4 separate regions of the Mus musculus genome follow, and all the other regions are linked to region 1. A link is a contact called in public HiCAR-type and promoter capture Hi-C data. All regions are on one chromosome and are shown on one strand. Each heading gives the region's core, a stretch centred on a gene start, on an enhancer-like site or on the middle of the called end of the contact. The rest is flanking DNA. Distances are from core to core; before and after follow the strand shown. Region 1 holds the start of Prickle1 (prickle planar cell polarity protein 1). Region 2 holds the start of Cntn1 (contactin 1). Region 3 holds the start of Pdzrn4 (PDZ domain containing RING finger 4). Region 4 holds the start of Tmem117 (transmembrane protein 117).

Region 1 (5,432 bases), core at 1,488-3,987:
ATTAATAGGAGACTCAGAACAGCCAGGTAGTTCACAATGGAGACTACATTTGTGCCATTAAACTTTATTGTCTAAGATATATTTTTATTATTTATTTACTTATGTGTGTTTCTATGTCTATAGGAGTGACTATTTTATGTGTATGGGTGCACGTGAAGGCCAGAAGAGGGCAGACATTGGATCCCCAACAGTTGACGATAGAGGCAGTTGTGAGTCACCTCATGTAGGTGCTGGGTACCAAACTCCAGTCCTCTGAAAGAGCAATAAATGCTCCTGACTGCAGAGCCATCTATATAGTCCTAATACACTAAACTTCAAAACGGTCTCCTACTTTTCTTATGCCAGGCATAGTGGCGTGCGCCCGTACCCATAGTGACTCGGGAGGCTGAGAGATGATCTCAGGTTCTTCAAAGCCAGCCCGTGCAACCTTTAAAATAGGAAAGTTTTGCTCAGTTGCCTAGAAAGCAAGAGGCCCTGTGTTTGGTCCCTAGTACTGACAAAAGGGTGCCTTTTTTCTAATTTGTGGGGTTTTGCATGGGGGCAGGAGTAAGGGAAGATGAGTGAGAAAAGAAGTGATCTAGAGACGTCATCCATAAAGTCTGCAGGCTAATAGCCCAGGAATTGGATAGTTCTCGGACTTGGGTATCATCCTCTTTACCAAGGAGGAACTTAGGGTCATTGATGCTAATGACACCCCTTTAGACTCCGTTTGGTAAATGATGGGGCTTAGGATGTAAAATCAGTTTACTCTCATCTCAGACCATCCCTTGGACTGCCCAAGTCATTTCTTGAGCATCTTGCTTTGAAAAGCAAGTGTTGGCTACAAAGATGTTTGTTTCTAGTACATTGTTTCTAGTACAGAGGTCACCACTTCTTGAGAGGATCCTCGTGCATGATGTGTTTGCACCACATCTCATAATCGATGCTCAGTTTTAAGGAGAGCTTCTGGGATATAACAGCTGCAAGCCCTCTGCAACCACACTCATGTCATACTATAACATACAGAACACGTTCTCCTTTTAATAGGGAGGTCCAAGTGCAGGCTACACAGTATAGCCTTTCCTCTAGCTTCTCCTACCCTACTCTGCCGCAGAAGGGAGGAGACTGTGTTGATAAACCCACTACATCGCTCAATTTTTAATTTTTGAAAACCCAATGTACTTTGAAGTTTTAAGGGGGAAAAAACATAGAAATCCAAGACGTTAATAAAGACAGTAGAATTCGCCCTTTAAAAGTACTAATTTTCCACTATGTCTAGACATGAAATGAGTCAATTTTTTGCCGGTTTTCTCCGGCAGAAAGGTTAGTTAGTATCTCCATGCTTATAGCTTAAAAGAAGTATTTGTACGGACAAGATGAAGAGATACAACTTTAAAGGCCAAGGCCAAGGAAATGCTGAGGAGCGAAAAGGCTTGGGTCACGAGGGAGAGGGTTTCAATAGCAGCAGCCTGTGCCAGTCAGTAGCATCCAGGATGTTAACCGACTGAGGAGTAAGAGGTGAGGAAAACAGACTCTAGCTTTGGAGCTCCCTCGTTTGACTTTAGTTATCGTCACTTTACATCTTCGTAATCCATTGGCTTCATTTTTAACGAAGCTCTCTTTGCTTCGCCACCAAAGAAATGGAAAATGCTTGCTACCAGAGAAAGTCCTAAAATGGTCGGTCAGCTTTGGTTATCCTCAAAGAGATACAAATCCATCAATCAAGGTCATCCTCTCTACTCGCAACACTCAAAGCCTTCTCGTCCTGGAGGATGCTTCTTTCAGCATCTTGGAAGGTTTAGAAGACATAGGGAGGTCCACAAAGGTCCAGCTTTGTAGGGACACATGTCAAGTTGTCATTACCAGCTGCAGTGGGCTCTGCCCTCTGAGATATGGGATCATAGTGTCCATTCCACAGATCCGGGAGTAGAGAAGGTAAGAGGATAAGGTTTAAGGGGCCCTGCAAATGTCAGGGCAGAACTTTGAAACAGCCAGAGTCCCTGTTGACCGTGGGCGACTGAGCCTGACAGCCCAGCCCAGCCCAGCCCTGGGAACCGGGTACAGTGAAAACACGGAGAGTGGCTTGGTCAATGAAAAATTATCCTCATGGTGGAATGAAGGCTTTGGACCCTGCATCTAGTGCACCCTGCTAACTTGGTCCTGGCCCCAGACACCGCGGTCCTCGAGGGTCCTCAGCTGTAACCCTCAGGCTTTTTCCTTGAAACGATCACTTTGGCCTTCCTGATCTGAAATCTCACCCCTTGGCTGTGGAGCTGACTTAAGTAAGGCCAGTCTGGGGAATTACACAAAATAGGATCGAGTCCAGGTGGGTTTATCAGAGGCGAGAGCTCCGGAAGGAATTCAGAGTTTAATTAACTCGTGCCCTCTGTACACGCCCCCAAAGGAAAGGGAACCCTAATAGGGACCCCATCAAAGTGTTTGATCAGAGGAAATTGGGTTCGCCTTTTCCTCTCCTTCACCTTTCCTATCTGGCAATCAATCCATCTGGATTATTGGCTGAACCTGGGCAACAGCATTAAAAAGGGCACAGAATCGGAGGCGGGGCGGGGCGGAGACTGGCGGGCCTGCAGACCGCAGCCCGGCCGGTGCTGCCTCGCGGGAGGGATCGCGGCCCCGCACTGTGCGCGTGGGCGCGCAGAGCCGCCTGGATCCCCTGCGTCCGCGCTCCGGGATTTCGCTGGCGCCGGCGCGACGGCCGGGGGCGGGTGCTCTGCAGCGGCCGGGACTGGAGCGCGCACTCCGCCTGCAGCCGAGCAGCGGCCCGGGAGCCGCCACCACCTTGCAAGCCCCGCGCCGCCTGCGCTGACCTGGACCGCGCGGCCGCAGCGCTACGGGCCCGGCTGCGGACGCTCCCGGGGCTGCGCACGCGGGAGCGCGCCTGACGCGGAGGACCGCAGCTCTCAACGCCACCGCCGAGGACCGCGCGGCCGCCTCTCGCGCGTGGGGTGAGTGGCGAGGGGCGCCGCGGCTCGGGCCGCGTTGTCACGGCGCGGGGTGGGACGTCCGGCGGTTTGGGAGCGCGGGGACCGCACGAGAAGAGCTGCTGGGCTGTGGCTGCCTAGAGGCTGGGCACACGGCCCCCTCGTGCTGCGTGGCAGCCAGGTTCCCCCTGCGCCGAGGCCAGCTGCATGGCCCGGAGCCCGGCCACGCGAGATCGGGGAGGCGAGGGTGAGTGGCTGAGGATCGCCTGTCACCTACTGGCGTCGGCGGGGAGACTAGGCGCCTAGCGTGCCCGGGAAGGGCTGCCTGCCCTGGAGAGGCAGCCGCAGCCTGCCCTCGGTGGAGACCCCTGCTCTGCACGCAGCTCGCCCGTGGGAGAGGAGGGGAGCCGCGACGTCCTCCCTTCTGGCAGAAAAAGTTGAAGAAACTAGGTCTGTTAATAATTAGCAGGAGCGGGACTCGGGATGCAGCAGAAAGCTGTTGAGTTTTCATTGCCCTCTAAGAAAAACAAACGGCATCGCCAACGACTATTGGCAGGGCCGTGTTATTTTTGGGACTTTGGGAAAATTGTCCACAGATTGCGTTCGGGAGACTGAAGACGGGGGGTGTACCCGGGAGGTCGTGGGGACGGCTGGCACAGCTTTGAGTCCCAGCCCGCCCCTGTAGGACTCAGAGTCTTAAGCCTGACGCACTTGGTTCCTGGTTTTAAAACGTGTCAGAGGCAGAACTGCAGCCAGGATCAAGGAGAAGAACGCACCGCGAACCGGCCTAAAAGGAGCATGTGTAAAAATCGCTGGCGGAGCCCAAGTGCACTTGTGCTGTTTAAAAAAAAAAAAAAAAAAAAAAAAAAAAAAAAAAAAAAAAAAAAAAAAAAAGAATGTTGCATTTGTGGCTTTTAGGGTAGGTTTTATGAATGACAAATTATACTTGATGAAATTGTATCTCCTATCTGTCCCTGAACAGTTCTGTCTGCCGCCTGGTTTTAATCAGCGCTTTGGGAAGGCAGTGTCTGCGCTGATGTTATATAATTGACATGGTTCGCCATCAGATATTTTTAATGTACTTTCGGACGAAAGAAACTTCATCTGTCTCTTCAGACAGGCTCAAGGTGTAGACAGAGTGAGGGCTGCAAAGGTTTGCCCTCCTCTAGCTCCAGATGTGTGAGCTCAGCTGTTGCCTGTCACTTAGGTGACAACTGGCCTTTTTCTGACTAAGCCTTTGCTGTCGCCATTATCCTCAGTAAAGTATCAGTGTTCGGAGGCCTTCTATTACCAAGAGTGGGACCGGGCCCCTTGGGAGGTGTCAGCCGTGTTTGACCATCCCTAACAATATGTCTGTTTTTAGAATAGAAAGGGGGGGAGGACCAAAAAAAACCCTGACAGCAAGATAGATACACTTTTAGATTAAGACCAACCTAATCTAAAAATTCTGTTTTAATCAAGACAGCTCCGTAAGGATGACGCAATGTTTGTCAAGCCTTTCTCCCTAGAACAATATTTACTCCCACCAGGGGATTTAAAACTTAAACAACAGCCATTTATCTTGCTGTCTGGTAGAGCTGGGTTCATTTTGCCTCCAATGTGGTCCTAGCCTAGGTGGCTGGAACAAGAATCTATCACTGGAGCCAGCTGGAGCCGGAAGAAAGAAAAATATAACACCTGCTGGTACCAGAGAGCCCTAAATGCCATCAACCAGGGAGTCGGGATATTTTATAAGCGCGTCCAGAAATGTTTATACTAAAGATTTAAAGGTTAACACTGCAAGGGCTATACACAAAAGGCACTAGAAATAAATGGATGTGTTGCCCTCAGTTAAGAGATAGCATACTTACTGATAATTTGAAATAATAATTATGACTTGTGAATGAATTCTCATGTTTCTAAATAGGCCCTAGAAAGGAAGGGCAGTTGGGGGAGGGGAGGGGGTACGCAGAATGATGTCTAAAGATGGACAGGCTGATATGAGTGAATGAGTTTAGTAATTTAATTTTTTTTCATTCTTAATTTAGTTCTAGTTAGAGAGTTACCACGGAGTGAGCCTGTTGATTCATGGACTCTTTTGAAGAGAAAACTGCTATATGTCACTAAAGTGACAAATCAACCAGTTCTGCCCAATGAAGCTTAAAGGGTTGACTTTATTATTTTTTTTTTTATAACCAAAGACCATGGGTTCACTCTTGGCTGTAATGAGTCAGCTTGGGTTATGAAAGGAACACCTAATACAAGCTAGGAAGAAAAAAAAAAAAGTTTGCAGTTAACAGCTGGAATATGATTGAGTTGGCCCTAAAAAACGGAGTTAAATTTTACAGTTTCCTCAGGGAATTTCAAAAGTGAGCTGGGACGTAAATTTGTGAAATATTATGATTAGATAATCTCTTTTAAAGTCCACAGTAACTTGTCAGTAGCGCACAAAAAGGCTAAGTTCTGCAAAGTGATGACTTTGCTGTACCAGTGGGCTAACCTGGGCAAGTGCTGGTCACCATGGGTGAGCCC
Region 2 (5,432 bases), core at 1,489-3,988, 1.5 Mb after region 1:
GGGTTCTATAAGAGAGCAGGCTGAGCAAGCCAGGGGAAGCAAGCCAGTAAGGAACATCCCTCCATGGCCTCTGCCTCAGCTCCTGCTTCCTGACCTGCTTGAGTTCCAGTCCTGACTTCCTTTGGGGATCAACAACAATGTGGAAGTGTAAGCTGAATAAACCCTTTCCTCCCTAACTTGCTTCCTGGTCATGATATTGTCTGCAGGAATAGAAACCCTGACTAAGATAGTGAGAATGGTGATTTTTCAACTGGGGTTCCCTTTTTCTAGGAAAGTCTAGTTTTCTCAAAAAAAAAAAAAAATAATTAGTAAAACCTTTTTTCAGAAATGCATTTCTTTGTCTAGCTAGATAATGAAACAAGTACTACATAAGGTTAACCACATAAGACTAAGTGTGATGGACAAGGTTTCCACTTGTATTATCGTCCAAGGCGATCCAGGTTGTAGCTTTAAAAACGGCATGTAGTTGATAAATGTGGATTCTGTATAATAATCAGTAGTAGCTCTGCTTATTCACAGTCAACTGTGTTCCCACTCCCACAGTGCAAACATGCTCAGATATTTAAGAAAAGCTTCCTGACAAACCTAGATGCCAACTCTGTTATTCTTTCCTGGAATACCATGAGAGTAAAACTAAGAATGAAACACTCCCCAAATCAGATAATCAGGCAGTTGGGGTGGCAAATTCAACACCAGCTCCCCTCTGATATATTAGAATATCTAGGAGTTCAGAAATTAATTCTGAAGCATATAAAGAAAAAAGTTACCCCAGCACATATTTTTGCTGATATCAACACTATTTAAATTTATTACAGGGACTAATAATTACGGAAAACTGCAGAGTCTTATATTTGAAGAGGAATGCACAGTAGACTTTAGTAATAGTAGAGTTGAGATTTGTGACAGATTTTAAGCCCACTATTTGTTCCTCCTGAATCTCAATTTTTTTTTGAATTTACGGAAAAAAAAATAAATGTACAAACATTTATAAAAGGAAGGTCCATGCAATACAAATACGTCTGAAATATCATGTCGGCACAAATTTATATAAGCCACAAGAAAGATGCGTCCAAGGAACTACATCAAAACTATCTCAGATGGTCATACCAGTTCCACAATCCTGCATCCTGAAAAGTGGGTGGGTCCTTTCCAGACCCCAGAGAGTAGCTAGCTACAAGTTACCACACAGATAAATTTATTTCCAAATAGCCAAGATATACAAGCATGCGCACAATATTGTGCACCAGTGAATTAATAAACTATTGTAGATATGATATATACTAATGTGATGCCTTTATATACTTCAAGCTGCAATGGTCGATATGCACCATGAATCCGAAAAACGTGGGATAAAACCCAGAAATCCATTCAAAATAATAATAATTTTGGAATACATCCCTTTCTGTAAGCTACAGAAACGTTATCCCGAGTGTGAAGGTAGGGAGGGGGTTGTTACTCTGAGTTTCTCTCTTCCCTGGCTTCCCCCCCGCCCCCCCAATGAAGAATCTGATTCTATTTTACCCCTCCCACCCCGTGCTTGCAGATTGCTTGAGAAGACCAAGGCAGCCTGCTCAGCAGCAAAGAAACCGGCTGGCTGCGCAGGAGCTATATATAGCTCCTCCACCTTGGAGATGTGCACACACAGGCACACATACTGATGCCCATGCTGGATTTGGCATGGGGGGAGAAAAAGGACAGCCAGAAATGGCTACACCTCTCACTTCTTGCTTCTTTCCCACCATTCCTATTTTCCCCCCAGGATTTTTCCCAGCAGGGTATCTGATTTCCCTGCAATTCTTCTCCCTACTGCTACCAGCAATCTGATTCCAGCAGGAATCGGCACTGGGCCAACACCCAGTGCCCAAATGCGGTCACCCAGGGAGGATGCTTTGGAGCTCATCCTGACACAGCCACTTGATTAGATGAAGTGGTAGTTCCCCGTAGGAAACAGCGAGGCCGGTGGGAAACTGCCTTTCTGCCCTGCCCAATCCGCAGAACCTTGTGGAGGAGGTACGTTGGCTTTCCCTCAGATTGGATACATCAGAAAATGCGGAGATTCTCCCCAGTCACCAAGCCCTAAGGGAGCTGGTTTTTAGCCAGGGGAAGTACAAGCCCCTGCCTTCCTCATGGCCATCACCGGCAGCCAGCGCTGTGCTGGAGGGTACCCCGCAGGTGCGGGGGAGGGGAGCAGGCGGCGCCCCGCATGCGGAGCAGTTGAAGAGCTCACAGGACCCGCGGCTCCTGCAGCTGGCACGTCTGCGACCCCAGCCCCCAACCTCATCGACAGGGCAAACCCCAGGCCTGACCCCGCAGCAAGCTGCTGCGTCTGCGAGGAAAGTTGCCCAGACGCAGTGCCCCTTGGGGCCCCTTTCAGCAACCCTTCCCGGTGCATCACCCCGGCTCCAGCATCCAGACCATCACCACCCCCTCCATCCCATCTTCTGATTGGTGTCATAGGTGTCGCGGTGACAGCTACAGCGACCCCGGGAGCCGGGGTAACCAGGGCGGGGCAGGGGCTGGGTGGCCTCAGGGAAGCACGCGTTCCCTGTGCTCTGCAGAAGGGCGAGCCTGCCTCCTACCTGTTCCCCACTCCTGTCGCCTCCTCGCTGCCTGGCCCTACAGCTTTCCCGCTCCCGCTGCAAACAGCTGGGAGCGCATCTCCCACCAGCCCAGCGCCACTCCTCGCTTAGGCGGAGCCCACCCTAGCTACTTGACAGCAGTAGCCGGGGCCTCAGAGTGCAGTTATTGGGGCCGCGGGGAGAGGAGGCGGGGACCGGAGGGAAACTTGCACCTTTGATTGGACAGAGGAGATGTCATTCTCAACTCTAGGGTTTCTGTGGACTGACTCTTAGCTTCTGAGCCCACCAGCGAAGAGTCCTTGTAGTCCGCGGATTGAAAACCTTCTGCTTCTGGGTCAGAGGGCCTCTGAGAAGGGAAACTACCCTTAGAAACTACCATTAAAGGTTCCAAGAGGGAGGGAGGATCTGCCAAAGCCAGATCTCTGGAACTTTTAAAAGAGATTCTCTGCTCCTGGAGATTCAACCAGGGGCACCAGCAGAGGCAAAAAAAAATGCTCAGTATGAACGTGGACTTCAGTGAAGAAACAGAAAACGGGATGCACAATTAAGCGGAAAGAAATCGCAGTCAAATCAGAAATGGTGATTTTGTTCCTTTGCAGTTGCCTATCATTGACCACATAGGTCATGAAAGATTTCCTCAGAGCAAAAATTGTAGAAACTCTATATACCATTTAACCAAAATTTGCTTACATAGGGTCCTGTATTTAAAATGGGGGAAAATGCTATAAAATAAACGTTCAGAGTAAAGCAAACTGAGACATTTGCCATGGGCAATTCCGTGGGTGACAAGTGTTTATTTAAAGTAATGGCACAATACTGATCGATAACCAGTCTCTCACATGCTCAAGTTGTGGGGGGGGGGGGGGGGGTATATGAAACCAGACAGCTGGGTGAACCTAAGTCTGTTTTTTAAGAGGGCAAAATGCCTTTGTGCTCAAGTGTCACCTCTGCTATCTATCCAGGTGGAACCAGAAAGCTATATCTGAGGGACTCCTTAGCGAAAGACCAAGGAGAACTGTAAATAAAATTGGAGTAGTGTGTTCTCTCAGGACCTATTGAGGAAAGAAGACACCCACTTCTTCCAAAGAGCTCCATTTGTCTTCTAGCTAGGTAACTTAACCATCTTAACGCATGCTGAACATAAGAAAGAATGAATGTACATGGATGGGTTGGTAAAAGACCAGCCTCCTGGACCAAAGAGAAGGCTGATGCTACCCAAAGCTAAGTGCAGATGGTCAGTGCTCAGATTTTTAATACCATCGGGTCCATCTTGCTGTATTCTCTTTACAGCACTGTAAGACTCAGTCTTTACAGAAGAGGAGGGGGGGGTGTAATATACAAGGAACAATTGATTCGATCTGTTTGCCAGAGATAGTCTTGCAATTGCTACAAAGTATCAACAGCTCCTGAGTTGTTCCCTGCCCACCCCCCCATAACATGCCTGCTAGCTTTCTATCTTCTTCCTTTAATACACACTCCAGTTTTCCTACTGAACTGCACCAAATTCCTGGATTACAGTGCGCTTGTCCTGTGCCATCCATATTTTCTGCCCTGTAACAAAGCTGAGCAGCAATGAGATGCAGAACTCGGAACGGGAGCCTGGCAGGACAAAAATTAGCAAACAGCCTAGTAGGGAATGAGTTTTCAATGTTAGTATCTCTTGATTGTTCAATAAATCTAAACTACCTGGGCTTTGTGCTGCCTTCCAATACACTCTCCTCTGGGAGGAGAAAGCATAGAATGAAAGGGGAAAAAATACTGAATATTCAGTTTCATGAGCATTGCAACAGTCAATGAGCAGACTACTAAAAACTCCACCATTTCCTCTTCTTATCCCTTCGTTCTTCACTGAACAAGTATTAGCATTATAGATGCGTTACGGGCAAGCAAGGATAAACTGGCTTTTTTGGAGGTTATTTCTTTCTAAGCACATACTGCTGGTTGTGTATTTCCTGACCTCATAAACATGTGTGTGCATGCACACAAAGAGTTATTAATTGCATTCAGATTATTTCTATCTCACCAGGCGTATTTATTTTCAAATAAGGTACTCTCGCCGGGTTTTTGTAACAGCTCTCCTCAGAGAGCAAAGTCTGTGCGCCTGTTCACGGCACACCTATGTTTCTATTTGCACAGGAACGCTAGCAATGCCTGCTGCACAGCACTTTGCTCTTTGCCAAACCAATTTCACGTACTCTGGGATCTGTGCTGTTACAATTCCGAGCTTAATCCTAATAGATGCGCAACAGGACTAAATACTTGCTCCAGTGAACATCTAGACACAAATAGAGCTCAGCTTGTAAGACCAAACAATCATTATTTTTTTTCCACTACATAAATTTATCTGGTATGGGCCGTGTCCAGCTCCCTCCCTTTCTCCTCCCTGAATCATCTTCTTATTGATGGTTTTTTTTTCAAAACAATTACATTGGTATATTCATTTCCCCATATTTACAAAATGTGTGAAAGCACCCTCTTACATTAGCGACTACTCAGGGCACAATCAGTAGCTAAGCATGAGATCTGTTCCACAAGGCTGAGATCACAGCTGGTGAGTCTGGGACTTGAGGCATGAAGAAAGCTGATGAGAAGCCAAATGAGCAGGTTCACTTTCCAGGCTACTTTCCTCACTAGAGCTAGGAGGGCATTGTTGGAACACAGTCTGGATTGCCTCCCCCTGGCCGAAAGGTGGGTAACATATCTGGACATCTTGAAAAGTCGCTCAGGGCAGTTCTGCTCTCTCCACGGATGGACCCAATTTCCTAAGCAGTCACAGAGTTCTGCCTTCTTCTCCCTGGGTATTTCATTGTGCTTTTGCTCTTGGCTCTGCTGAACCCCACTCCCAGTCCTTGC
Region 3 (5,432 bases), core at 1,009-3,508, 1.2 Mb after region 1:
AACTGTTCTGAGGGACTGAAACACCTGGAGTCACATCTGATGCAGGGATTGAAAACCGACTGCATCCCCACTGCTACCTTGCTCCCCCCTCGCCCCACCCCTCAAGAGCTTTCCCAGAGCCCACAGCAGCCCCTTGAGGCAGCAGAAAGCACAACCCTTGGAGAGCAGCATTTGATGATGAATCCACAAGGCAAGGCACAGAACAGTGGTTCTCAATCTATGGGTTGCAACCCCTTTGCTGGAATCACATTATCAGATATTTACATTATGATTCATAACAGTAGCAAAATTACAGTTATGATGTAGCAAAATAATTTTATGGTTGCGGGTCACCACAACATGAGGTATTAAAGGGTTGCAGCATAGGACAGCCCTGGCATAGAAGCACAGTTTGGTGGGATGCTGTAGTTAGTTCTTTATTCTGTAATTCTAACGGTTGCTCCTTTCAGCCAGCATTGAATCATGGACTGGCAGTGCATAGCAAACGTGTGTGCTTTTCTCTAGCTCATCCATTGGAATGAAGATTATCCTATACACAAGCAGACTAGGGAACTCATGTAGCCTCCAGTCTTTTTAATTTTTATTCTCTCCATTAACTAACTGCACAAGGTGCTGTGTTATGCAACGGCATTTTTACCCAAGTATGCTCCATGTGCATCGTATAATCAGAGCAGCTTCTCTCACATTGTTTTTCAGACTAGGGGTAGGAAGGTTAAAACAGAGGGCCAGGGTGGGAGGCAGATCTAAGCAACCAGTCCCAAACGGAAGCCCTCTCTTGCTCCTCCCCGGGGGGGTGTGTGTGGGGGGGGGCGTGTAGAAGAAGTGAAAACAGCACTTGAGTAGGGGGTACAAGTTCTGTCAAATCTTGCTTGCTCTGCCAGAGACCGTTCAAGTCAAACACCAACTGAAGACAGCTGATAAACACGTCTCTCTACCCAGGCTGCAGCTCGCAGCTCAGGACTAGCCCCTTCCATGAAGTAGGGAAGACAGCTGCCTCTGCCAGGTACTCAAGGAGGCACTGTGACTTCAGGCCTTTGTTCTTGTCCTGGGACAGGTCCCCAGGTAATAACAGGCACACTGGCCACCAATAAGGTCTCGTGAGGTCAGGAGAGAGGAATCAACAGGGAAGGTCGGTATCTCTGTCACCACCATCCCTCGAGGCCCCTGAGCTGAGGAAAGGGTGGGTAGTTAACTGATAGGCATATTTTGGCAGAGAAAATAAGTCTCTCACAGCCAATTAACCGGTTTACTTATAGAATTTGCTCCAGGCACAGGCCAAGGACGCGAAAGATGGGCAGCTTAGGTGAGCAGGGGAGTGGAAGATGAGAACAGAGTGTGGATGGGAAAAGAGTTCACTCAATTTCTCCTCCTGGAGAAGTTGAGTTTGACTCCCTTAATCCTAAACGGTGTTTCTGGGGCAGCGATGCAGATGAAGGTGGCAGAGCATAATCAGATGCAGCTCTGAAAAAGGGATGGCACCTCCATAAGGAGTCCTCAACAGTCGGGAAGACGCTCCCCTTCCCATCCCAACCGTGCTCTGGGGTTCATTCCCCTGGGCTTACCTGGCCGCGGCCTCCCGGGTTCCCGACGAAGTTGCGCGTGTGCGCCATGTACAGAGCCAACTTCTCCTGATACCTGCGCTGCAACAAGCTGACCTGCGCCCGCCGCGTCTTCCCCACCCCGACAGCAGGCGACAACCAGAGGCCGACCTCCAGGTCCGGGTGGCCCCTCACGCGCGTCCCCACTCCAGCAGGTCTTGGTCGCCGGGTGCTTTTCCTCCCCGCCGCCTCCGCAGCCGCCTGGGCAGTGGCTGTCACAGCCGCTGGCAGGGCCGAAGGCGCAGCGCTGGATGTGCACTGCCAGCACCCGCAGTCGCCCCTGTGGCCACAGCCCTGTCCGCTGTAGTTGCACTGCACGCGCAGTTGCTGGACCAGGCTGCGCAGCGGCAGCACCCGGTACAGCTCGCCCGGCGCCAGCGGCTGGCACTGCAGCGGGCACCAGCGTCTCCCCGCCGCCCAGGGCAGCAGGCAGCTGGCGCAGAAGACGTGCCCGCAAGGCGTGCACGCGGGCTCCTCCAGTACCTGGCCACACAGTAGCTGGCACTGGAAAGCGGGGTCCACGGCTTCCGCGAGACGCTCCAAAGCGAAGCCCATGCTAGTGGTGGGAGGGAGGAGAGCCAAAAGGGGTGTCCCCGCTTCTTCTTTCAATCACCCCCAAGCTGCGCCAGGGCCAGCGGTCTTACCGCTGCTGAGCTCTTTGAGGGGGGAGGTTTGTGTGTGAGCTCAGAATAAGTTTGGCTTGGAGTTTCAAAGCTGTGGCTAGGTCCTGACTTCTCTGTATTGAAGCTCATTGAAGCCACCTGAGTGAACCCTTCCCCATTACCCACTTCTTTATGGCTTTGTAATGCACGGTCTTTCAAGTTTATCCTTGAGAGGGAGGCTTGTTTACAGTAGTGTTTGGGCCAGCTTTATTCTTTCTCTGAGTCTAGAACTTGAGTCCCCCAGGGTGCTTTGTCTGGGTACAGCTGGCCATGGGCAAAGCATTGATACTGAGAATGTTAAAGTCTACCAGGGTGGAACATTCCAGGGATCAGGATCTTGTGTCAGGCAAATCCTTAGTTAGAAAGAAAAAAAGTTTGAAGTGATGAATACACTTTTGTTCTTTCAAGGGAGGTAACTAAAACAAAAAACAAACAAAACGTCAACTAAGAACTCTGACTCTAAAGCTTCCGCGCTGGAAAAAAAACAAAAAAACAAAAAACAAAAAACAAAAAACAAAAAACAAAACAAAAAAAAAAAACACGTAGGAAATCATCCCCAGAGCCAGGCTTCTCAAATCAAGATATGGAAATCAGGTGATTGTAGCAAAGGGTGATCTCTGAACCAGCAGTGAGGGTTGGGGACAGGCCAGTTGTCTGCCTGGGGCACTTTTTTCTTGCTGTGGGGGAAGGCAATGAGCAGCCTCCCTCCCTTCCGCCAGGTGAAAAGACTAAGGTTTCATTAACTGCAGCTTGCCTCCCAGTTCAGAGAATTGTCACGCTCTGTATTTTCCACTTTGAGAAGTATTTCACTACTGGGAATGGGCTATGAGAAACATTTTACTATTGGGCACGGGGTATGGCCTTTTGAGCACCTGGAAGAAAACAACAACAACAACAACAACAACAAAGTGATAATCATGAACAAAAGAGGCACGGTTTCTCTGCATAGCCCTGGCTGTCCTGGAACTCACCCGGTAGACCAGGCTGGCCTCTAACGCAGAAATCCACCTGCCTCTACCTCTCGAGTGCTGGGATTAAAGGCATGCGCCACCCCGGCCCGGTTAGAAGCCTCTCTTTACTCAAACAGAAGAGAATCATTCCAAATTCCAAATCCCTTCTAGTTTGTCCTTCGGTGTGTGGCCTGCCTTCCTGAAAACATAGGGGACCTTCCAGGGCCATCGCCTTCTCCCGAAACTTAAGAACACAAAGAGCCCATAACACCAGGTAACACCGGGATATAAGCACGTGGTTTACCGCCGTTAACCAGAAACCATGCGAGATGCTTGGGATGAGGATTCTTAAATTAATCACCCTCCTTGCCAGCTGGGTGCTGTTCGTGGAAGGCTGTGAAGAGCATCAGTACAAACAAATCCAGACTTGGTGATAATAATGGCAAATAGCTTCCAATCAGAACCTTCTGAGAGCTGTTGAGAGCCAAGGAAACCTTGAAGTGATGTTCCAGATATCTGAAATATTCTTTTTGTTTTTGTCAAAATAAAAAAGCTATATTGTATATGTTCTACACATCTATGTAGTCTTAATTTTTTTAAGGCCGATTTTATTTAGAGTTCTTAAACACATCAACTTCCCTTCTAGCCTACTGACTGGAGGTAGGAGAGGGAAAAAAAGGTTACTAGGAAAAGAGGGTTGAGGACCTGTTGAGAAGTAGCTCCCTCAGGTGACTCCACTCTTGGTTGTCAGGTTAACAGCAGTTCAGTTCAATAGCAAACACCTAACATGAGTCAGAAACCGCCATGTGATCCAGCAGAAACAGCAAAGCTCTGCGGAATCAGCATGAGTCAGCAGAAGCCACGGCATCAACCAGAATACCACAAGAAGTTCTTTTGAACGTTTCTCTCTAGTAAGTGAAGACCAGTGAAGACCAGTGAAGACCAGTAAGTAAGGCATTGCGTGGCACATCATAGCAGTAGTCTTTGTAAACACCATACACCCTCTGAAATGTCTGTTTTCAGCAAAAGATCATAAGACAGTTTCCAGAAAAACACCACATGACACAATTGAGTTTTTAAAGAAATCAAAATTTTCCACTTCAAAGCTACCACATAAATTTTATTTGCTGATATAGTTCAGAGTTTCCCTCCATTCAGTCTTATCTTTCTACAAACAGGCATGATAGTCCTATTATAAAAGTAAGGCATGAGCAGACTGTGGCACAGCGTTAGGAACTTATAACATTTTGATTATTGATGGGAGGACAGATGTCCAAAGCCATGACCGTAGAGAATAACAAGTTAAAACACAATGACACACAGGGCTGAAAAATGGCACAGGCCAATAACAAAACCAAACCAAACCAAACCAAACAAAAAACAAAACAAAACAAACAAACAAACAAAAAAAAAACAGGGAAACATTTTACAAGAGAAAATGTAAATTTGAGCATTTCCAAAAGAGTTAGGGAAACATGGCATGTGGTGTACAGTTTTATAACTAGCTCTTGGAACCATATGTTGTATATTATATTGTATGTATTACATATTATATTGTATGTAATATATACACACACACACATATATATATGCCTGCCATTCACATGGACAGTGTTTTCACATACTATAAATCATATCCATGGATAAAGATATGATAATACCGTACAATAATGAAAATAATATATATGTATGAGATATATATATATATATATATATATATATATGAAATTTGTTGAAATGACTTGCAGGCTATAAGTCAGTTCATCCAACAATAGCCAGCTGTGACTCTGAAGTTCAGGAATCTAGTAGTTGTTCAGTCTTAAGAGGCTGGGTGTCTAAGCTGGTCTTCTGTACGAGATGGAATCCAAAAGATATAAGCTCCGGTCAGATGGATGTGCTGGCCAAGTGAGTGTAAGCAGGCAAAGAATGAATGAGCCCTTCCTTCTTCCATTGCCCTTATATAGACCTCCAGCAGAAGGTATAGCTCAGATTAAAGATGTACTACAAGATCTAGATTAAAGGTGTGCGTCTATCTGAATCAAAAGCGTGTGTCCTCCCACCTCAAGATCTGGGTCAAAGGCATGTTCTCTTTCTGTCTCAAGATCCAGATCACAGGTGTGTTCTCCATTTCTGGATTGTAGCTCATTCCAGATATAATCAAGTTGGCAATTAAGAATAGTCATCGCATACCTGCTGGCTAGCTTCCATAGTGCCAGACAGTT
Region 4 (5,432 bases), core at 1,173-3,672, 1.0 Mb before region 1:
CAAAGCTCTGCTTCTAGAAACATTAAGGAGGAGGAGGAGGAGGAGGAGGAGGAGGAGGAGGAGGAGGAGGAGGAGAAGCAGCAGCAGCAGCAGCAGCAGCAGCAGCAGCAGAAGCAGTGGGTTTACCAGTAGACTGGATGTGGGGAGGGATGGATGGTCCAGGCAAAAATCTAGATGAAAGCGCCATTTTTCTGAGCTGGAAAACCGATTTCCTGAGGTAAACAGAACTTCAGCGGATATAGAAAATACAGTTGATATTGACATTTTCTGTGATTCGTACGTGTAGGGCTTTATTTTTCTCACGTATTATCTCAATTAGTCCTTACACCAACCATCTGGTAAGGACACAGAGATTCAACAAGGCACCCTCTGCCCATGGCCATGTTGTTGCCAACGGATACAAACAAGCATACCCGCTTCTATGTAGCCCAGATGCATACATTCCAGTTAGCATTGTGTTGCCATCTACGAAGGATGGGAAGACCAGACCTACTCATCACTCAGCGCTTTCTGATGGTGAGCAGAACACACAGACATGATAGACAGACGGGTAACAGGCCAGTGTCTTGGGAAGAAGAGGAGGATTCATGTCCAGAGAGAGTTTCCAGTCCTGGAATGTCCAACTCCGTGAAAGGAGAGACGGAAGAAAAGTGGATAAGCCAAATCTGTATATATTTCCTGGACCAGACCTAGGTAAGGAGGGGCCTCAAGAGAAACACAAACCTTTACCTCAAACTGACAGATAAGTGGACGAGTATGAGAAGCTCTGCAGGTGGAGGCAACCCTTGACTGTCAAGATTCTGAGTTCCACCCCTTTCACTTCAAAACCAAACAAGCCAAGGACAGGTGCGGGGAGGAGCAGAGCACTTTGTATAACCCAGCACCCATGACAGGTTTTATCGTGCAAACAGCAATCACAGAAGTACATCTGGGGCCCTTGCTTTCAGTCCCGTCCAAAGACCACACAGCCTTTTAAATAAAGCAAAGCTTTCTCAAGCAATCAATGTAACCACCTAAGTGCCTCTGGATAGGGACCTGGATGGTATCTGTGGTACCCAACTAATTTGCAGCATCACATTGGTAAATCACATCCTTTCTCGTCACATTGTATCAAAGTTTAGTAATTTTCCTCCTCCGGTGTTTTTATCCTTGCAGACCTTGGGACATCGATAAGCAAGCTTTTTAACCCAGAAGCGAAGAGTGAAGTTGGTTTGAAGGTCTTCCAGAAAGACAGCATCCCAGTGTAATGGTGAGGTGGGGACCAGCCCGTCCTATTGGGTTATAAAGTGGAGACGTGACCATTGGACTGACCCTTTAAGAAAGCACAGACTGCCCTTCGGGCCATTTGCTTGTTGAGGTCTTACTCCAAGACAACAAAACTCAACGGGCTGATTAAAGTTCATTCAAGCCCGGAGTTACCTTTTAAGTGACTGGCAGTTTAAAGCAAATTAAGAAAAACTGATGGGTACTTTTTTTTTTAATCACAAGAATTATATGGAGAATGGGAGAGCAAGCAGTGGCGAACGGCTGAGTCAAAATCCCCAGTTGCTCTTAAACTACAAAGGTTGAGGGAATAGAAAGATACTATATCCAGATGGATCGATTGATTGATCAATCAATGGATGGATGGATGATAGATACAACAGAAATAGTTTTTACATAGATTTTACCACTATATTCAGTAAATTACAACTTGCTACAGAATGCAAATCAAACCATAAAAGCTTCCAAGACTGAGGTGGGGGTACCTCATATTTTACATACTTCAACTCACTTTGTTCTTTGTGTCCATACACTAATATCAAGGTAAGTATCACACACACACAAACACACACACACACACACACACACACACACACACACACACACACACACCGATGTTCCACAGAGGGTAGAATGAATCATAGCAGGCTAGATGTTCTCTCACGGGTCACACACAGCCGCGGGCCTGTGGTATTTTTCAAAATAGAAATGGAAAACTAGTTTTTTTAATTCAGTCACGATGGAGTTCGCAAACACACAGGCCTTCCCATTTCCTTCCCGAAAGGACACGGAGGAAATGCAACCTGTTCCTTTCCCCGGCAGGCAGGCAGCCGGGGGCTTGGGTCCCTGCGCCCCGGAATCGGTGGAGCGGGAAAGTTCGGGCTGCCCGCGGCCGGTCCCCCGGAGCCTCGGCTGGCTCGGTCCCCGGCCGGCTCCCGCGTCCCCGGCCCGGGGGCACGCGGGGCTGCGGGGCTGCGGGGATCCGGCCTGCCTGTGCGCCCGGGACTGCGGGCCGAGGGCTGCGGGCCGCCGCGTACTCACCGGAGGGCGCGCGGCTCGGCCACCGCGGCGGACGCAGGACGAGCGGCGACACGGGCCGCGGCGCGCTGCTGTCACCTGGCTATAAATACCGCGGCCCACGCCGCCGCCTACGCTGGCCGCCCTCGCCGCTCCCGCCGCGCCGCAGAGTCGGCCCCGGACCGCGCCGGGCACATGCCGCCACGCCCGCCCGCCTGCCGCGCCTCTGCGGAGCCAGACCGGACCGGACCGGGCGGGGCGGGGCAGGGCACGGCAGGGCACGGCAGGGCACAGCAGGGCAGGGGCGCTGCGGCGGCCTAGGGAGAGCGCCACCCGGCCATGGCCTGCTGGAACCGCATCAGCAGCACCCTGCGGGGAACCTGCGCCTGCCAGCAGCTGGGACCGCTAACTTTCTAAGGCGACCTCGGTCACACAGCATCCCTGCCTGCGGCTGTGTGAAGGGTGGGGGTGGGCAGAGGGTCTGTGCCTGTGTGTGTCTGTATGTCGGTCTATGTGTGTCTGTGTGTGTGTCTGTGTGTGTGTGTGTGTGTGTGTGTGTGTGTGTATATATATACACATATATATATGTATATGCATATATATGTGTGTGTATCTCTGTGTGTGTCTGTGTATATGTAAATTTATATGTGTATATGCATATATATTTATGTGTCTTGTGTATATGTATGGGTATACGCACATGTGTGTGTATCTCTGTGTGTCTGTGTATATGTAAATTTATGTGTGTATATGCATATATATTTGTGTATGGATGTATATATATTCACATATGCATGTACACATACATACATGTGTGTGTGTCTGTGTCTGTGTGTATATGCATATATATGTGTGTGTATCTCTGTGTGTGTCTGTACATATGTAAATTTATATGTGTATATGCATATATATTTATGTGTATTTGTGCATATATCTTCACTTATGTGCGTATACATACATATATGTGTATGTATATATAGATGCACACATATGCATATATGTAAATATGTGTGCCCATATAGACAGATTGGTACATGGCTGTGTCTCTGTATATATGCATATATAGATAGTTGTCTGTACAGAAATAGTGTGTGTACATAGATACATACACGCACACATAAATACAAATATACGATAATGTATACATTGCACAAATACGTGAGCACACATACACTCATGCACACATGTACACATAAGCACATCTCCCCAATGCTTGTCATTGGTGTGGGTTGTCTAGTTCTCTGCAGCATGTGTCAGGAGGAACCTTTGACTTGGCCTAAGGAACCCCTCTCTTTCCTCATGTCTGCTGCTTACTCAGCCCCTAATAGCAACCGCTACCTCAGCTTGCTGGCTGCTTTAATGTGTTAAACGTTGCTATATCCAGCATGCACATAGCTAGCTACTGCATACTGACAGCTGGTGCTAATGGGAATGATCACAGTCTGTACTGTGGAATGGAAAAGGAGATCATTCTTGGGTGCCAACAGCAGCACATTTAGGAAGGCCAGGGCAACCCTTTTCCTGGCTGGACTGAGGATTCAGAAGTGAGTTTTAGGAAGCAGAGGCAGCTGCGATATCTGCGGACTTGAAGTGGCCATGGAGAGCAAGTCCTAGGGGGCTCTGCTGTCCCTCCTGCTGGCTTCACATTTTTGCAAGTGACAGTGGTCATAGTTTATTTTCTGGAAACTGTGGCTTAGCAAGTCTCTTTCATGGTGTGTCTACAAATTTCCTTGTGTGCATCCTATGTCAGCATTCTGTGCATTTCACTGTGATATTTGGTTTTTACTTTTTTTTTTCCAGTTTATCTTAACTCTCCACCACCACCACCACCACCACCACCACCACCACCATTCTTTGAGCTGCCTGGGGGCAGAGACAAAATCTTACCATTCCCCCCTTAATACCCAGTGAACTCCAGGAATCCTTCAGTGAGTTAGAGATTACTTTCTCCGATGAATTCTCAGACTCTACTGCACTCTTACTATTATAATTAGGATTCTTTTCCCCCAAACAGGTATTAAACGGTGTAACTGTTTTCATGTGTACTCTGTATGTCGTATTTTCCTGGATCTCTGCTTCAAAGACTGTTCAGTAAGTCCAAACTTGAAAATTCGGCTTTCCCTGGCCTCGGTTTCCAGTTTGTCACCTTTACCTCTAGACCATTCCCTATCTAGTAGTAACTTAAGGAATATGCTTGGGCGTCTGGGGTTCCGTTCTCCAGCCAGCCACGTCAAGGAGAAGGCCTGAGACAACCTTAGTACGAGCACCCCATCTTTACCTCCTCCCAGAAGCTAACAGGCTTTACTTGGGCAGCCATCTAGATGCTCTGGGTTAGCCTCATTCAGAGACCTGGCAACACAGCATTTGGCTTGGGTCCTACTGGGTGAATTATAGATATAAAAACTCGACTTAAGCTGGGCGTGGTGGGACACGCCTTTAATCCCAGCACTCGGGAGGCAGAGGCAGGCGGATTTCTGAGTTCGAGACCAACCTGGTCTACAGAGTGAGTTCCAGGACAGCCAGGGCTACACAGAGAAACCCTGTCTCGGAAAAAAAAAAAAAAGCTCGACTTATTGGCTCTCTGACTATGTGTGGCAACTGCATGAGGCATAGTTGCCCCCTGGTTACGTTCGTGAGCAGAGCCCAGCAGTTCACTCCAGATCTCAAGACAAAAAGAGCAAGGACTAGAAAGCCACCATGCTTTCAGCCTCTCATATACCTTCTCCATCTATCAGGGAGCGTGAGGGTTGCACAGTCAGACCTGGAGTGCAGAATGTTGCCGTGGATTCTGATGTTGCCACTTCCTAGCAATAGCCCGAGGCAAAATGCTTCAACAGAAATCCCCCGGTTTTGTCTTTCTTTACCACTGAAATGCTGAAATGGTCAAACTTGACAGGGATTTAACGGCCTATTTAAGAGCAGGTCCTACTGAGAACAAAGACCACTGTCCTCCGTATTTACTCTGATTCTATCCCTCATAGATGCAGTCAGGAGTTTTGCCTGACCTCACGTGCATAAAATACCTCTAGCATTGGCTAAACAGTAGGTGCTCAATGAATGCTAGTCTTCCTTCCTGTCAAGACTTTCCTCAGAGTCAAAACGATTAAGTATAAGCAGTGATTGTTAAAGAGAGAAGGTCTGGAGAGTAAAGA

The links. Promoter capture Hi-C pulls out the DNA fragments that hold promoters and counts their contacts. HiCAR-type assays count read pairs that join an accessible place to other places.
Region 2: a contact with region 1 is called in a HiCAR-type map of astrocytes, with 2.3 times the contacts expected there. The contact joins the promoter of Cntn1 here to the promoter of Prickle1 in region 1.
Region 3: a promoter capture Hi-C map of embryonic stem cells shows a contact between it and region 1, with 5 times the contacts expected there. The contact joins the promoter of Pdzrn4 here to the promoter of Prickle1 in region 1. A contact is called at or near these places in 3 of 39 promoter capture datasets (the C10 cell line, embryonic stem cells and pre-B cells) and 1 of 484 Hi-C or Micro-C datasets (embryonic stem cells).
Region 4: a contact with region 1 is called in a promoter capture Hi-C map of liver, with 6 times the contacts expected there. The contact joins the promoter of Tmem117 here to the promoter of Prickle1 in region 1. A contact is called at or near these places in 5 of 39 promoter capture datasets (the C10 cell line, hippocampal neurons, liver and 2 more), 1 of 484 Hi-C or Micro-C datasets (cortical neurons) and 1 of 115 datasets of contacts at active chromatin or transcription factors (astrocytes).

The regions. Positions count from the first base shown.
Region 1 is chr15:93,593,207-93,598,638 of GRCm38.p6, reverse strand. It overlaps Prickle1 (prickle planar cell polarity protein 1), which reads left to right and starts at 2,737. Exons shown (of 8, transcript NM_001033217.5): 1 at 2,737-2,945.
Region 2 is chr15:92,048,471-92,053,902 of GRCm38.p6, reverse strand. It overlaps Cntn1 (contactin 1), which reads right to left and starts at 2,738. Exons shown (of 24, transcript NM_001159648.1): 1 at 2,580-2,738.
Region 3 is chr15:92,393,636-92,399,067 of GRCm38.p6, reverse strand. It overlaps Pdzrn4 (PDZ domain containing RING finger 4), which reads right to left and starts at 2,258. Exons shown (of 10, transcript NM_001164593.1): 1 at 1,563-2,258. The coding sequence starts at 2,153.
Region 4 is chr15:94,626,175-94,631,606 of GRCm38.p6, reverse strand. Tmem117 (transmembrane protein 117) reads right to left here and starts at 2,422. Exons shown (of 8, transcript NM_178789.4): 1 at 2,305-2,422.